Linked DNA regions of Mus musculus: regions 1 and 3 are each linked to region 2. Evidence: chromatin contacts called from public HiChIP or PLAC-seq data. All regions are on one chromosome and are shown on one strand. The core of a region is the stretch at or near the end of the contact, and the rest is flanking DNA. Distances in the headings are between cores, read along the strand shown.

The links. HiChIP or PLAC-seq counts read pairs in DNA pulled down with a chosen protein or histone mark.
Region 1: an H3K27ac HiChIP or PLAC-seq map of embryonic stem cells shows a contact between it and region 2, with 4 times the contacts expected there. The contact joins the promoter of Ppt2 here to the promoter of BC051537 in region 2. A contact is called at or near these places in 2 of 39 promoter capture datasets (the HPC-7 cell line and liver) and 2 of 115 datasets of contacts at active chromatin or transcription factors (embryonic stem cells and pancreatic cancer cells).
Region 3: a contact with region 2 is called in an H3K4me3 HiChIP or PLAC-seq map of embryonic forebrain, with 4 times the contacts expected there. The contact joins the promoter of Vars here to the promoter of BC051537 in region 2. A contact is called at or near these places in 2 of 39 promoter capture datasets (cranial neural crest and liver) and 1 of 115 datasets of contacts at active chromatin or transcription factors (embryonic forebrain).

The regions. Positions count from the first base shown.
Region 1 is chr17:34,626,103-34,629,960 of GRCm38.p6, reverse strand. It overlaps Ppt2 (palmitoyl-protein thioesterase 2), which reads left to right and starts at 2,526. Exons shown (of 9, transcript NM_001302396.1): 1 at 2,526-2,636; 2 at 2,966-3,156; 3 at 3,349-3,502. The coding sequence starts at 2,974. Prrt1 (proline-rich transmembrane protein 1) reads right to left here and starts at 397. Exons shown (of 4, transcript NM_030890.2): 1 at 257-397. The coding sequence starts at 275.
Region 2 is chr17:34,093,312-34,097,724 of GRCm38.p6, reverse strand. BC051537 (cDNA sequence BC051537) reads left to right here and starts at 2,416. Exons shown (of 5, transcript NR_046183.1): 1 at 2,416-2,456; 2 at 2,612-2,741. It overlaps H2-Oa (histocompatibility 2, O region alpha locus), which reads right to left. Exons shown (of 5, transcript NM_008206.2): 2 at 3,644-3,892; 3 at 3,136-3,417; 4 at 2,907-3,042; 5 at 2,491-2,722. The coding sequence ends at 2,719.
Region 3 is chr17:34,999,213-35,003,443 of GRCm38.p6, reverse strand. It overlaps Vars (valyl-tRNA synthetase), which reads right to left and starts at 2,537. Exons shown (of 30, transcript NM_011690.3): 1 at 2,212-2,537; 2 at 1,614-2,032. The coding sequence starts at 2,000. It overlaps D17H6S56E-5 (DNA segment, Chr 17, human D6S56E 5), which reads left to right and starts at 2,698. Exons shown (of 2, transcript NM_033075.3): 1 at 2,698-3,277; 2 at 3,975-4,231. The coding sequence starts at 3,271.

The sequences.
Region 1 (3,858 bases), core at 1,277-3,776, 530 kb before region 2:
TTCCATTTCAAAACTGCACCCCCCCCCCATGTTGTTGACAAGGGACCAAGGGACAGAGGCAGACTGACCCGAAGGAAGAGAAGGATGGGATATAGAAAGGGGAGGGGGTGGGGTATGCATGGAGAGAAGGAATGGAACTGAGCCACACAACATCCCAGAGGGGGTCAAAGAAGGGGATTAGGGCAAGTGGAGGTTAGGTAGGAGATGACAGAGGGGGTTGGGGGAGGGATATATATATATATAGTTTTTTTTTTACCTGACTTTTCTGACGACATGTTTGCAATCGTTGGGACAGGGTCTCTGAAGCTGGAGTCAGGGCCCCCTGACTGCTGGCGCAGGAGTCTTAGTGTCTCAGTCCGGGATGGCGCAGCGGCGGTAGCAGCAGCAGCGCGGAAATGGAGAGATGAAGACAGTGTGTGTTGGGGGGGGGGGGTGGCTGGGGGGGAGCTTAAAGGGACCGAGGCAGGGATGGGGGAGAGCTTCAGAAGTCTCCCCCCGAAAAACTCGGTTTCTCTCTGCTTCTGGACCACCTCTTTCCTCCTCTCACCCTGGCAGTCAAGCCCCCAGTTTAGCTCCCTTGGAGTTGTCATGGAAACCGGGAGGCAAGACCAGGCAAGGCGGGTGGGACTAAGAGAAGGAGGGAGGGAGGGAGAAATCTCTAGAGCCTCTCCCGCAAAGACTCGCTGTAGTGATTATATTGTGAGAAGAAGCCAGCTCAATGGATTTACCACACTTATCTCCAGACCCCGTTCAAGCAGTCCCTGCTCATCCATGGGGTTGCTCCCTCAGTTTCCCTCAGAACATCCTGCAAGATAGTTCTAGGTTTCTCCAGGTGTGAGACAGAACTGTACAAAGAGTGGAACCAAGAGGTTCAGACCCCCCCTCCCCCATATACAGCCTGACAATAGAGGTAAGATGCTGACTGTGGCTAAAGAAAAGGAGAAAAAGAAAGCGCCTGTGGGGGTACACAGGTACCTTCTTTCTCTAGGGTTATAAGAAGCTGAAATGCTTCATCAGAGGGAAGCAAGCTCTAATTGCTTGTTTGTGACAGGCAGGTTTGGAAAAGCGTGCTTGTTGGGGGCTGAAGAGTTCTTGGTCCAGTCAGCAGTCACAACCTCTCCTTAAAGCACTCCCTCTCTCCCCCCTCCTCCTGCCCCAAGACGCAGATCCACCCCCGGAGTCAACCCAAGACACAGCGGTGACTTCCACTCTTTTTATTTGCTTTTTGTGTCTTGTAAGGGCGTGGGTGGGGAGGTGGGGTAAGGATAGGCCCTCTACAGAGGTTACACCAGTTGAGCCTTTTTTGCAGAAACCTAGCAGGAGAATCAGAAACACCCCTTTAGGATTTTCCAACTCTCTCCAGAGACAGTTGCTCTAGGACAAAGCCCCTCTGGTGGCGTCCTGGAGAGCAGTCTCCAAAGCCCTGGCTTGAGCCCGTTCCAGGTCTGAGAAATTTTTACCCACGGCCTCATACCGGTGGTTCTGGTTTTTCAACCGTGCATGGATCAGAGGGAACCTTGGACCCATCCCTCCCACACCATCTTCAATACACGCTTCTGGTTTTATTAAGTTCAGATTAAACAAAGTCCCTGAGTACAGGCCTTGAAGCTCAGAAACCCTGCAAACTTATTTAATTGCTAAGTAAAAGCACTGACGGATAAAGGCTATTCCCTGGCACTCCGGCGCGCCGTAGGGGTCACGGGTAGGCCGAGTGGTGCCAGCGCCCGCAGCGGGGAGGAAGTCTGCCTGCACTGGCAGGGTTTGTGTCGCCAGCAGCCCGCAGGGATCTGAGGAGCAGTTTGTCGGGGTCGCTCAGGATTGAAAGACTGGTGGAAATCCTGTGGTGAGTCCTTGAAGCCCACGGGGCCCCACGCCCATATAAGGTGGGTCCGGGAGGGTGGGTCGTGAATGCGGAGATAAAAGTAGGGCCAGAGAAACTGGGTCAGGCTGCACTTCACTTGAGGGGCCTGGAGGACTCTCGGCGTCTCCGGAGACAAGGGCACAACACGCACTTCAAAGTGAAGAGTTGTAAGGCGCTGATCCGGAGCGGGAGGGCAGGCAGGAGTGGGAAGAGGGGCTCTTCAGCTGTGATCGGCCTGGCACTCTGGCCTAACACAAGCCTGGCGTCCAGCGATAGAAGCGGGAGTCGCCTTTCGTCAGTCCTAACCTCCCCCCTCGCACGTTTTCTTGGGCTCTGCTACGAAGCCAGACAGCCTGGATTGGAAAGTGGGCCGCATTAAGGAGGGGAAGTTGCACCCCTGGGTGGCTGGATGCAGCTGAAGCCTAGGAATGCCTTCTTTAGAAACCCAGTATTATCTTTTTCTGCTGTTGCCTCTCCCCATCCGGCTAAATGGATCGCTCTGTCTATTTCCTCCCCAGTTCTTTGGGTGCAATGGAATGTTCCATTGCCCCTCCGGTCCGCTGTCCGCGTTGCAGGGGACGCTCGCCCTGTTGCCAGGGAAAGTCCCGGACGTGACGGCTTTGCGCGACCCCGAGCAGCACCCCCCCCCCCCCCCCCGCGCCCCGTCCGTCATCCCACTGCGCGCTCTCCTTGTCCCCCTATCCCCGTATCCGGTGGATTACAGACTAGGTACAAGTAAACAGCTGGCGGAACGAAGCCTCCAGACACAGACCAGGTGGGAGTTTCCACTCTCCGTGTGTCCTGGGCCGCTGTTCCCCGGCCTTTGCAGATCCCAGAGTAGTGAATGGCCGAGGTGATGCTTAAGGGAGATCCTGGGCCTTGGGACAAAGTCCCTTGGGCGCCAAGTTGGGGGCGGGACTTAGGGTGAGCATTGGTGCATGGAGGTGGTAGGTGTTTGTGCCGAGCCATCTGGATGGAGTAAGTTAAAAGTAGCCTTCCCTCATACGGACCAGGAGTAGGAGCGGAGGCCGGAGAGTTGCTTGCTGTGAGTCTGTTGGGAGTGGAGAGGCGTCGTCTCCCTCACGGCCTCTCGTTCCTTCTCAGGTGGGAGCATGCCGGGGCTATGGAGGCAGAGGCTTCCTTCGGCTTGGGCTTTGCTTCTCCTGCCGTTCCTGCCGCTGCTGATGCCCGCAGCCCCCGCAGCCCACCGCGGGTCCTACAAGCCCGTGATCGTGGTGCACGGGCTCTTTGACAGTTCATACAGCTTCCGCCACCTGCTGGACTATATCAATGAGGTCTGTGGGGGATACTGAATGGATATAAAGTGGCTGGGGGAGGAAGCGTGGGCAGATGAAAGACAGCCAGCCCCTCTAGGCTAGTTTTCAGGGTACTGCTCCCCGCACGGGGAGAGCTGAGGGATGGGGGTTCCTGCAAGCACAGTGAATACACTTTGTCCAACCTAGTGCCGCATTGCCCCTTTCCCACAGACACACACCGGGACTGTGGTGACAGTGCTTGATCTCTTCGATGGCAGAGAGAGTTTGCGGCCCCTGTGGGAACAGGTACAAGGGTTCCGAGAGGCTGTGGTCCCCATCATGGAAAAGGCCCCTGAAGGAGTGCACCTCATCTGCTACTCCCAGGGTAAGCAACGCACACTCTTAACTCCCAACCCCCGTCTGAGCTTGACCCTTATCTAAGGCCTACTTTCTGGCGTTTGTGTCCTGAGTGGGAGGGAGGGTTCCTTCTGTGCTCATTGGCCATGGTTCTTAGATTTAAGGAATTACAGAGCAGCTAAAAGCATTTCAGTTGGTCAGAGGCCTAAACTCGCACCATGGCTCCATCATGTGACCTGTGACCCGTGCTGGAATGGAGTGTATCGGAGGCCTGGGATTCTGAGAGACAGGAAGTAAGGATCACTCCAGTGGCTATTCTTAAGACCCTTTCGGAGCTGGAGAGATGGCTCAGCGGTTAAGAGCACTCACTGACTGCTCTTCCAG
Region 2 (4,413 bases), core at 1,167-3,666:
AAACAAGGCACCAAACCATAGAAGAGAGGTGACAGGGAACAAGAAACGAGAGATCTGGCAGAGCAGACAGGTGCATCCTAACAAGATGCAGAGGGAGGTGACAGCCGAGTCACCAAGGACTAATTAGTAAGAACAGAGAAAGTTCTGGGAGGACACACGATGTGTGTCAGAATTTTGATTGGCTAGGAACAAATACAACCAAAGTCAAGCAAAAAGAAAGTGAACTAAGCCCCCAGGGAGAACAGGACGTCATCTAGGGACGGAGAGCTGCCAGCTGGTTCCATGGTTCACCCTGTGTGGTCAACCCTTGGCCAATCAGTCTTGAACAAAATTGTTGAAAGTGAGTGTGGTGTTGGAAGGGGGCGTGTGTGATCCTCACCATGGAAAAAGCAAAGCAGAACCCCAGCTCCTCTTCAGAAACCCAGCTCCTCCTCTGCCACAGTGGCAGGAGAAAAAGGAAAACTTAAAGACCAACATTGAGATATGCCTCTGATCCCAGTGGAGACTGACGGGTCCCTGGGAGTTCGAGGCCAGCCTAGCCTAAATAGCAAGTTCCAGAACAACCAGGCTTCATACTAGGGCCCAGTTTGAAAACAAAAACAAATCTATCAAGATGTAGCAATCCATCCCGTGTGGTGTGGATGAGAGGTTATTGTTAACTGCTGTAGTCCTCTTTCCACTAACAAAATGTTTTTTTTTTTTTTTAACCTTTAAAAGATTTATTTAGTACGTGGTTCTGGAGAGTCAAGAGCACGATGCCAGGCTCTGGGGAGGACCTGAAGTATGGGGATACCCCCATGGAAGGAGGATGTGGCAGGAGGAGAGGGCATTGCCAGACAGGAAGCCACAGGGCAGTTGGGGATCAGGCTGTCTCTTACAACTAGCTAACCAGAGCTGCCTTAATCCCTCCCCAGGGCAATGTCCCCAGTGACCTCAGAACCTCCCCTTGACCTCATATCTTAAAGGTCCCTGAACCCCAACATCACCAGCACTGATGATCAAGCTGCCAACACCATAAATGTGGGAGGGAGCAATCCACGATGAATCACACTTCAGGGTCTGTTAGGACAGTTGAAAGCAATTGTCCTTGAGGGTGAGGCCAAGGTAAGGGAAGGGCTTGGTCATGGGTCCTGTAGAGCTCTTTTGACTCTTAGGCTATTCATGGAGGGATCTGAGGAGGCCAGCATGGAAATCTCAGGGAAACTGATTGGATACTGGAGGGTTGGCTGGAGGGTAGAGGGGGAGGTTTGCTGTCATTACGCGAGAGAGGTGACCTGATTGTTATCTGTAGGAAAGCACAGATTGTTATCTGTAGGAAAGTAGGATGGGGAGGGTTGGAACCCTAAGGAGAAGCAGTCTCTGATGGCTGGGTAGCTAAGTGTGAATGCATGACAAGTTGGGCAAGGGTAGTGGCAAACTGTGATATCTACCAAGAGCTGGGCTGTCCTTACTGAACCTAACCCCTCGCCTCAGGTAGCAGCTCAGTGGTTGTGCGATCTTATCCCCTGCTCTGAATACATCGGACCGGCATGGATGCCCACCCAGCTTTAGCTAGCTGTTCTGTTCGGTTTTTCCAAGGATTTGAAAGTGTGACTGGGAGACAGTCCCCGGGGGCGTGGTGTGCATCAACAGATGCAATAGGAGCTCAAGAGCTGGGAGAGATCAGCCAGGGAAGTCAGTGCGCGGAGGACTGCAGCTAATATGCAGGCCCTGCGGCCCAGCAAGAAGATGAGCTGGGTTCTTCTGCCTTGCTCCGAATGTGTTCCCAGGAGACAAGACCAACCCCCACCCCCCCCCCAGGTTGTATGTACCACCCCGAGCCTTTATGGTAGTAGTGTGTCCTTGGTGTACCAGGAAGACGTTGCCGTTGCTGGCAAACAAAGCCTTTGACACCTTTTCCCAGACCCAACATTTTGTGGTTGGCTTCTACCAGTTTTACTCTCTCCCAGGAAGTCCGAGAAGTCTTTGCCAGCCAGTTCTTTCCCAGGACCAAACTTACAGGTCACACCACCGTTTTGGCTCTACTTATCTTAATTAACTTTGATGCATTGAAAAACAACAAACCCAGTTTCTTCAGAAAGCAGTTTTGGTCCAACTCAGACCTCAGGGTTCTCCTGCCAGTGCCTAATGTGATCCACACCACTGAAGGAAGTGGCCATGCTGCGTCTTAGGCAGCTGTCTGTCAGTCACAGGATGCCAGGAAATGTCCAAAAGAGAGGTGGTGTTCAAGTAGGAGCAGAGTCCCTGTGAGACTTCCTCCCTGCTGCCCTACAAAAGCCCTTGATTGGGGGAGTTGCAATAATTGGATACTCTGTGCCCATTTCCTTGAAGCCTGAATCGTACCACACTATGGGTCAACAAGGCACAGGTGAGATGGCATAAAAACATTTACTAATGTGGCCCCGCTGGGTGGTCACCACCCAGAACTCCTCTTGATGCTCAGGCGTCCCTGACCTGTAAGTACTGACCCCGTGAAAAGGACACACGCAAGGACTCTTAAGAGAATTTAGTGCGGCTGCCAGAGCTGTGGATGGCACTGGAGCTGTGAGTGAAATGGGGTACCAGGGCAGGAGACTGCGCCCACAATGTTCTCCTGGGATTTGGTGAACAGAGGTTGATGCCACTCGAGGTCAACACTGTCACAGGCTGCCGCTGAGCACGCAGAAGCTTCCAGAAGTCCGCCAGGAATCATCTCTCAAGGGTTTCTCAGAAGAGAAGTTACCTAAAGTCGCGAAACCCAGGTGACCGAAGCCATTCACATTCGCACACCCACTTCTCCAAATTCCCGCTTTTCTAGCTCCTCCCCCTTCCTCTGTCTCCTCCACCCCCAACCCCCACCCCCGGCGTCCCCCATCTACTCTCCACGCCTTCCTCCCTTTGCCCACAGACTCCCGGGGCTTCTGCACCTGCGGATACTGGGCCTGCGTGTGCCTGTGATCATGAGCACGGTGCCCAGGAGGCAGCCCATAAGGCCGAGAACCAGGCCCAGGCCACAGATCAGGGTCTCTATGGTGTCCGGTGGTGGGGTAAGCACTTGGGGCTCTAAGGAAAGAAAGCAAGGGTCAGAGGACACAGGAAGGGATCTGGAGTAGTGGAGACACAGACGTGAACAGGCTGGGGCAGGGTGCTCCCTACCCCAGTGCTGGAGGAGCGGTGTATCCAGGCCCCAGTGTTCCACCTTGCAGTCGTACACATCCTCCGCAGAGGGCACGAAGGTCAGGTAGTGGAACTTCCGGAACCTGTGGTTAGGCTGAGAGTAGAAGCTGGTCTGGGCCACTCCCTTAGTGATGGGCTGGCTGTTGCGCAGCCAGGTGACATTGATCACAGGCGGGAAGATATCATCCACGATGCAGATGAGGACGTTGGGCTTTCCGAGCTCCACACGAGTCTTGGGGAGAACGGTCACTCTGGGAGGCACTAGGAGGAATGAGAACCTAAATCCCAAAGTCCCGTCCCTCACAGCTCTTGGTCTTACTAGAGCCGAGATTAAGGGATACTTCCTCCCGTGTGGCCACCTGCAGAAACGTTCTGGGATCTTCCTGGGGCAGGAGGGGAGGGGAGGGCAGGATTCTGAAGAGGGGTTGGGGATTCTGTCCATCACCTTCCCTGCCTAGTTAGGTGGGGTGGAGGGAGGGCCAGGTACCGCTGACAGCTCTGGTTCGGTTGGAGCGTTCCACCAAGATGTCCAGATGAGCTTTGATCATGGAAATGCTCATCAGCCCACTCTGAAAGTCCGAGTGGGCGAAGTCTCCAAACTCAGGCAGACGCCACACGACCTCCTCGTTCTTCAGATCCACGGAGAAAATTTGTTCCCCGTCAAATTCGTGTGTGAACTGTCCAGAAGCGTCGTAAGATTGGTAGAAGGCCGGTCCATAGGAGCCCATGTGGTCGGCTGTATTGGGTGAGGGAAGGATGGGAGCTGAGAGAAGCATGTCTCAGCTTCTGAGTCTCAGCCTGGTCTCATCCTGGGCTGTGGGGTGAGGACAGCCCTGCAAAGCCATAGCAGCCCCTTGAAAAGTTCCAGAGACACGAAAGGGGGAGGGCAGAGGGGGCGTGGCCACTGCATGCATGGGTGGAGCTGACAAAGCAGGCTGGGAAAAGGAGAGACAGCCCACAGGAGATGGTGTCAGGTTTCCAGGCCTCCATCATCTGCTGTAGCTGTAGAGGCAGCCACCCTGTCAGACCTTGTGTGTAAGATGGTAAATTTGGGGCGAGGAGGAAATGGTTAAGGGGAAGCACTGAAGGGAGCTTTTGGGAAAGAAAGCTAGCATAGGAGTGGGTGAGGGACAGTGACAGACAGGAGCATGATGTAATAATATCCATGATCCAGAGACCAGGGTGAGGAAAAGGGCCGCTTTCCACAAGCCAGGCATGACAGCACATCCCTACAACCCCAGCACAGAGAGGGTAGAG
Region 3 (4,231 bases), core at 1,288-3,787, 910 kb before region 2:
GTCCCACTTCAGGTAAGGCTACATAGTTAAGACCCTGTCTTAAAGCAACAACAAAACTCTAGTCTGGCTGAAAGTTCAAGGAAGAGTACTTAGCATAGCATGCAGGAGGCCCCTGGATTATATACATTATAGGACTGGAGAGGTGAATGACACAGATCAGCGTTTGTAACACTGGCTGCTCTTAGAGAGTTTGGTTCCAGGAGCCCACATGGTGGTGCACAACAGTCCGTAAACCAAGTTATGACAACACCTCGTTACATGTCCCCAGATTCCTTGGCCACTAGGCACACAAGTGTACACACACACACACACACACACACACAAGCAAAACACTTATACACATAAAATAAAAATCGAATACACACAAGTATTTTGTGTGTGTGATTTATCCAACAAGTTATCACTAAACACTTAAGTTTATGAGTCCAAGGAAACATATCAGGCTCTAAAGTTAAAGGATTATATGAAACAAGACTGCCAGGTCTGGGCATCAATAGATTTCACCCAGGAAAACCACAAATGAGCGCAGGTCTGAAGTACTACCCCGCAGGAATGAGGCTCTCTGTTAGTCCATCCAGATATGAAGAAGCCAGTCACCATCTGCACTGTTCCTTCATTCCCCCACTGAAGTGACACTAGGCAGCCACCATGCACTCCCTACCCTGCAGGGGCAGAGCTTTCAGTTAAGGCAGACACAGGTCTACCCTGGAAGGACTCACAGAAACAATCTGGTGTGTCATCTGTCCTCTCCCTGCCTCTCCTTCAACTTCAAGCCTCCTCTGACTCCTCCCAGCAACTGTCATCTCTCCCCAGTCTTCCCTACAGTTCAACATAAAACCGCTCACATCCTGCATCCCTGTCACACTTGCCAACCAGGGCCTTGTCAACCTCACCTAAGCCAGTGGCCCGTGCGAAGTGGGAAACTCAATTGGGAAAATGTCCCCACCAGACTGGCCTGTGGGTAAGCGTGTGGGGACGTTTTCTTAACTAATGATTATGTGGAGGGCCAGTCCATTGTAGGGGATACCACCCCTGGCAAAGCAGCCCTGGACGGTATAAAAGAGCAGGCTGAACAAGCTGTGGAAAGTGAGCCAGAAAGTATCGGTCCTGCACGGCCTCTTTTTGTTTCTGCTTCCAGTCACTGGTCTGACTTCCTTCAGTGATGGAGAGCTGTAACCTGAAACAATTCCTTTCTTTCCCAAGGCGCTTTTGGTCATGTTGTTTTAAACATGGCAACAGAAACCCAAAGACAGACTTGGGAATGCTTGGCACACCAGTGCGTTCGTTCCGAGCCATTCAGTTAGAGCGAGACCTAATTTAAAGACACACACACACACACACACACACACACACACACACTCCAAACGTAGTGAAAACAGCAAAACCACGCTCCACTCCCGGGCGCTCATGTATCACACCCCCGGAGGAAGGAAGAGATTTCATCATCTTGCATTCTCAGACATAGAAGACCAAGGCTCGAGAAAAAGTGTTCCCAAAGTTACTACACCAGGTGGCAGGCAGAGATGCGACCGCCTGACAACCGACTTTTTTCGTGGGATTCTTCCCAATCCTGTTTGTGTAGTCAGAATTTCTCCCTTTTTCTTCCCTCTCACCTGGGGATCCTGACCAGGACCTCGAAGTCCCAGGGCAGGCAGGGTCGCCCCGCAGGCAGCGGGTATGAGCTCCGTGTCAGCATAACTGACCCACTGCTGGACCAGGACAGCTGCCCGGCTGCCCCCGGGTCCCCCCAGGCCTGCAGGCCACAACAGCTGAGCTACAGCCGGGGCCCCCCACACCCACAGGCCGCCAGGTCCCTGCTCCAGGGCGGGCAGGCGAGGCGGAGGGAATGGAGTCCGGCTGCTCGGGGGAGGCTGCAAGCAGATGCGGGGGTGAGGGCCTCCCCACCCGGGACCGTCACCAGCTTCCCCGTATCGGGCAGCGATGAGGGCTCGGAGGCTGGGGAAGGCGTCGGGGTGAGGAGAGACGTAGAGGATGGACATGGCTGTGCAGGGTCCGAACGCGGTGCAGTGACCTGAGGAGAGACCCGGCAGATTGAGGAGGGGACCTGAGCACGTGCTGCAAGGTACGCAGGCGCCCGGCCGGACCCTAGGCCTGGCCGAGCAGCCGCCAGCAGCGCCTAGAGGAGGAGGCGGGACCCCGATCGCCCGCCCCCTCGGGTTGGAGAGGGGAGGCCGCGCCGCGTGTACGTACTGAAGGCGGCGATCACACTCGGCCGGCTACGGCCGCGGCCCCACAGGGCGGCCGGGGTGGAGGTGGCGGGCAGCGGAGGCAGCTCTCCCGCTGCGGGAGAACGCGGCCGGGACAGCGGCACCCACGTGTCCCCCCCTTTGTGACAGCGCACGTTTCCGGACTCGGGTCCTCGCAGGGCTGCCGGGCCCCGCCTGTGCGTGCGCGATCCCGAGGGTCCGTGCGCGGCCCACCGCTGCCGGACGGGTCAAGCAGGGGCCAGAGTGGCTCGTGCAGCACGGAGACGGGAACCCGCGTGCCGGGACGAGCCTGGGTCTGGGTCAGGCGCCGCCGCGGGCAGCCCGTGGCCCTCGGGTCAGGCGCCGCCGCGGGCAGCCCGGGGTCTTCGTGTCTAGAGCGCGGGAAAACGAAAGCCCTAGTGTCTGGAGTGCGTGCTTGGTCCCAGGTTTCCGCCTTTTGCAGGGCGAGCTGCAGAATCTCGGGCTGCTCCAAGTGAAAGACCCCACCATAAGGCTTAGCAAGTTAGCTGCAGTAACGCCATTTTGCAAGGCATGATAAAGTACCAGAGCTGAGTTCTCAAAAGTTACAAGGAAGTTTAGTTAAAGAATAAGGCTGAATAATACCGGGACAGGGGCCAAACAGGATATCTGTGGTCAAGCACCTGGGCCCCGGCTCAGGGCCAAGAACAGATGGTACTCAGATAAAGCGAAACCAGCAACAGTTTCTGGAAAGTCCCACCTCAGTTTCAGGTTCCCCAAATGACCGGGAAATACCCCAAGCCTTATTTAAACTAACCAATCAGCTCGCTTCTCGCTTCTGTACCCGCGCTTTTTGCCCCCCAGCCCTAGCCCTATAAGAAGGGTAAGTACTCCACACTCGGCGCGCCAGTCATCCGATAGACTGAGTCGCCCGGGTACCCGTGTTCCCAATAAAGCCTTTTGCTGTTGCATCCGAATCGTGGCCTCGCTGATCCTTGGGAGGGTCTCCTCAGAGTGATTGACTACCCAGCTTGGGGGTCTTTCACAAGCAGTGCCTGGCTGCTGGGAGCTGTTGCTGTAGGGAATGAAAGGTTGGTAATTCCCTGGCGTTGGTAAATGCACCGTGCGTTCCGCGTCTCTTGCTTGTATTTATCTTATGCTTTTAGAAAGCGTACTGATGGGGTGTGCTCAAGGCCATGTCAGGCTTTTGGTAACGGAGTGCACCGCCAGTTCGCGGAAGATCCTCGGATCTAACCCAGGTAAAACAGGAAAGGGGCTCTAGGTGCTGAGCGCTCACTGCCTGACATGGAGTCACGTGAAGGAAGGGCAGGGGACCCAAAGGCAGAAGCACTCCAGCTGGTCTACTAAAGCTCAAACCTAGAGGGAAAACATAAGTTCGCAGTGCTTTTGAGAGGCCACTGCTAGCCTGGCAGTGGTGGCGCATGCCTTTAATCCCAGCACTTATGAGTGTGAGGCAGAGGCAGGCGGATTTCTTGAGTTCGAGGACAGCCAGAGCTACACAGAGAAACCCTGTCTCGAAAAACCAAGAAAAAAAGAAGAAGAAAAGAAAGGGGGGTTGGGGGAGAAAGGCCTGTTGGGATAATCTCTTGTGTACTGTGTAAAGTTGTCTTTGTATTATTCAAAAGTACACGGAGAGAGAAATCAGGCAGAAAAACTTCATGCCAGCTGTAGACAAGAGTGCTTACAGGTCCTTTACAAGGTACAGAAATGGATTGGGCCAAACATGGCAGATCTATGCAACACCTAACCACCATTGTTTCCAACCAGGTGATGAAGTCTCGATCACTAGACGGGAGATGCTGCCAAGTGCCCCAGACGGGATCAAGACTCCAATGACAACCATAAGATTCCCTAAAGCTAAGACACTGCAGATCTTGACTCTGCTGATTTCTATAGGTGTGGTCCAAACTAGTCCTATGCCCCATGAACCCCATAACCTTACTTGGGTTATAACTAACACTGCTACGGGGACTGTAATTAACTCGACCTCCCACCTCGCCCCCATTGGAACTTGGTTTCCTGAT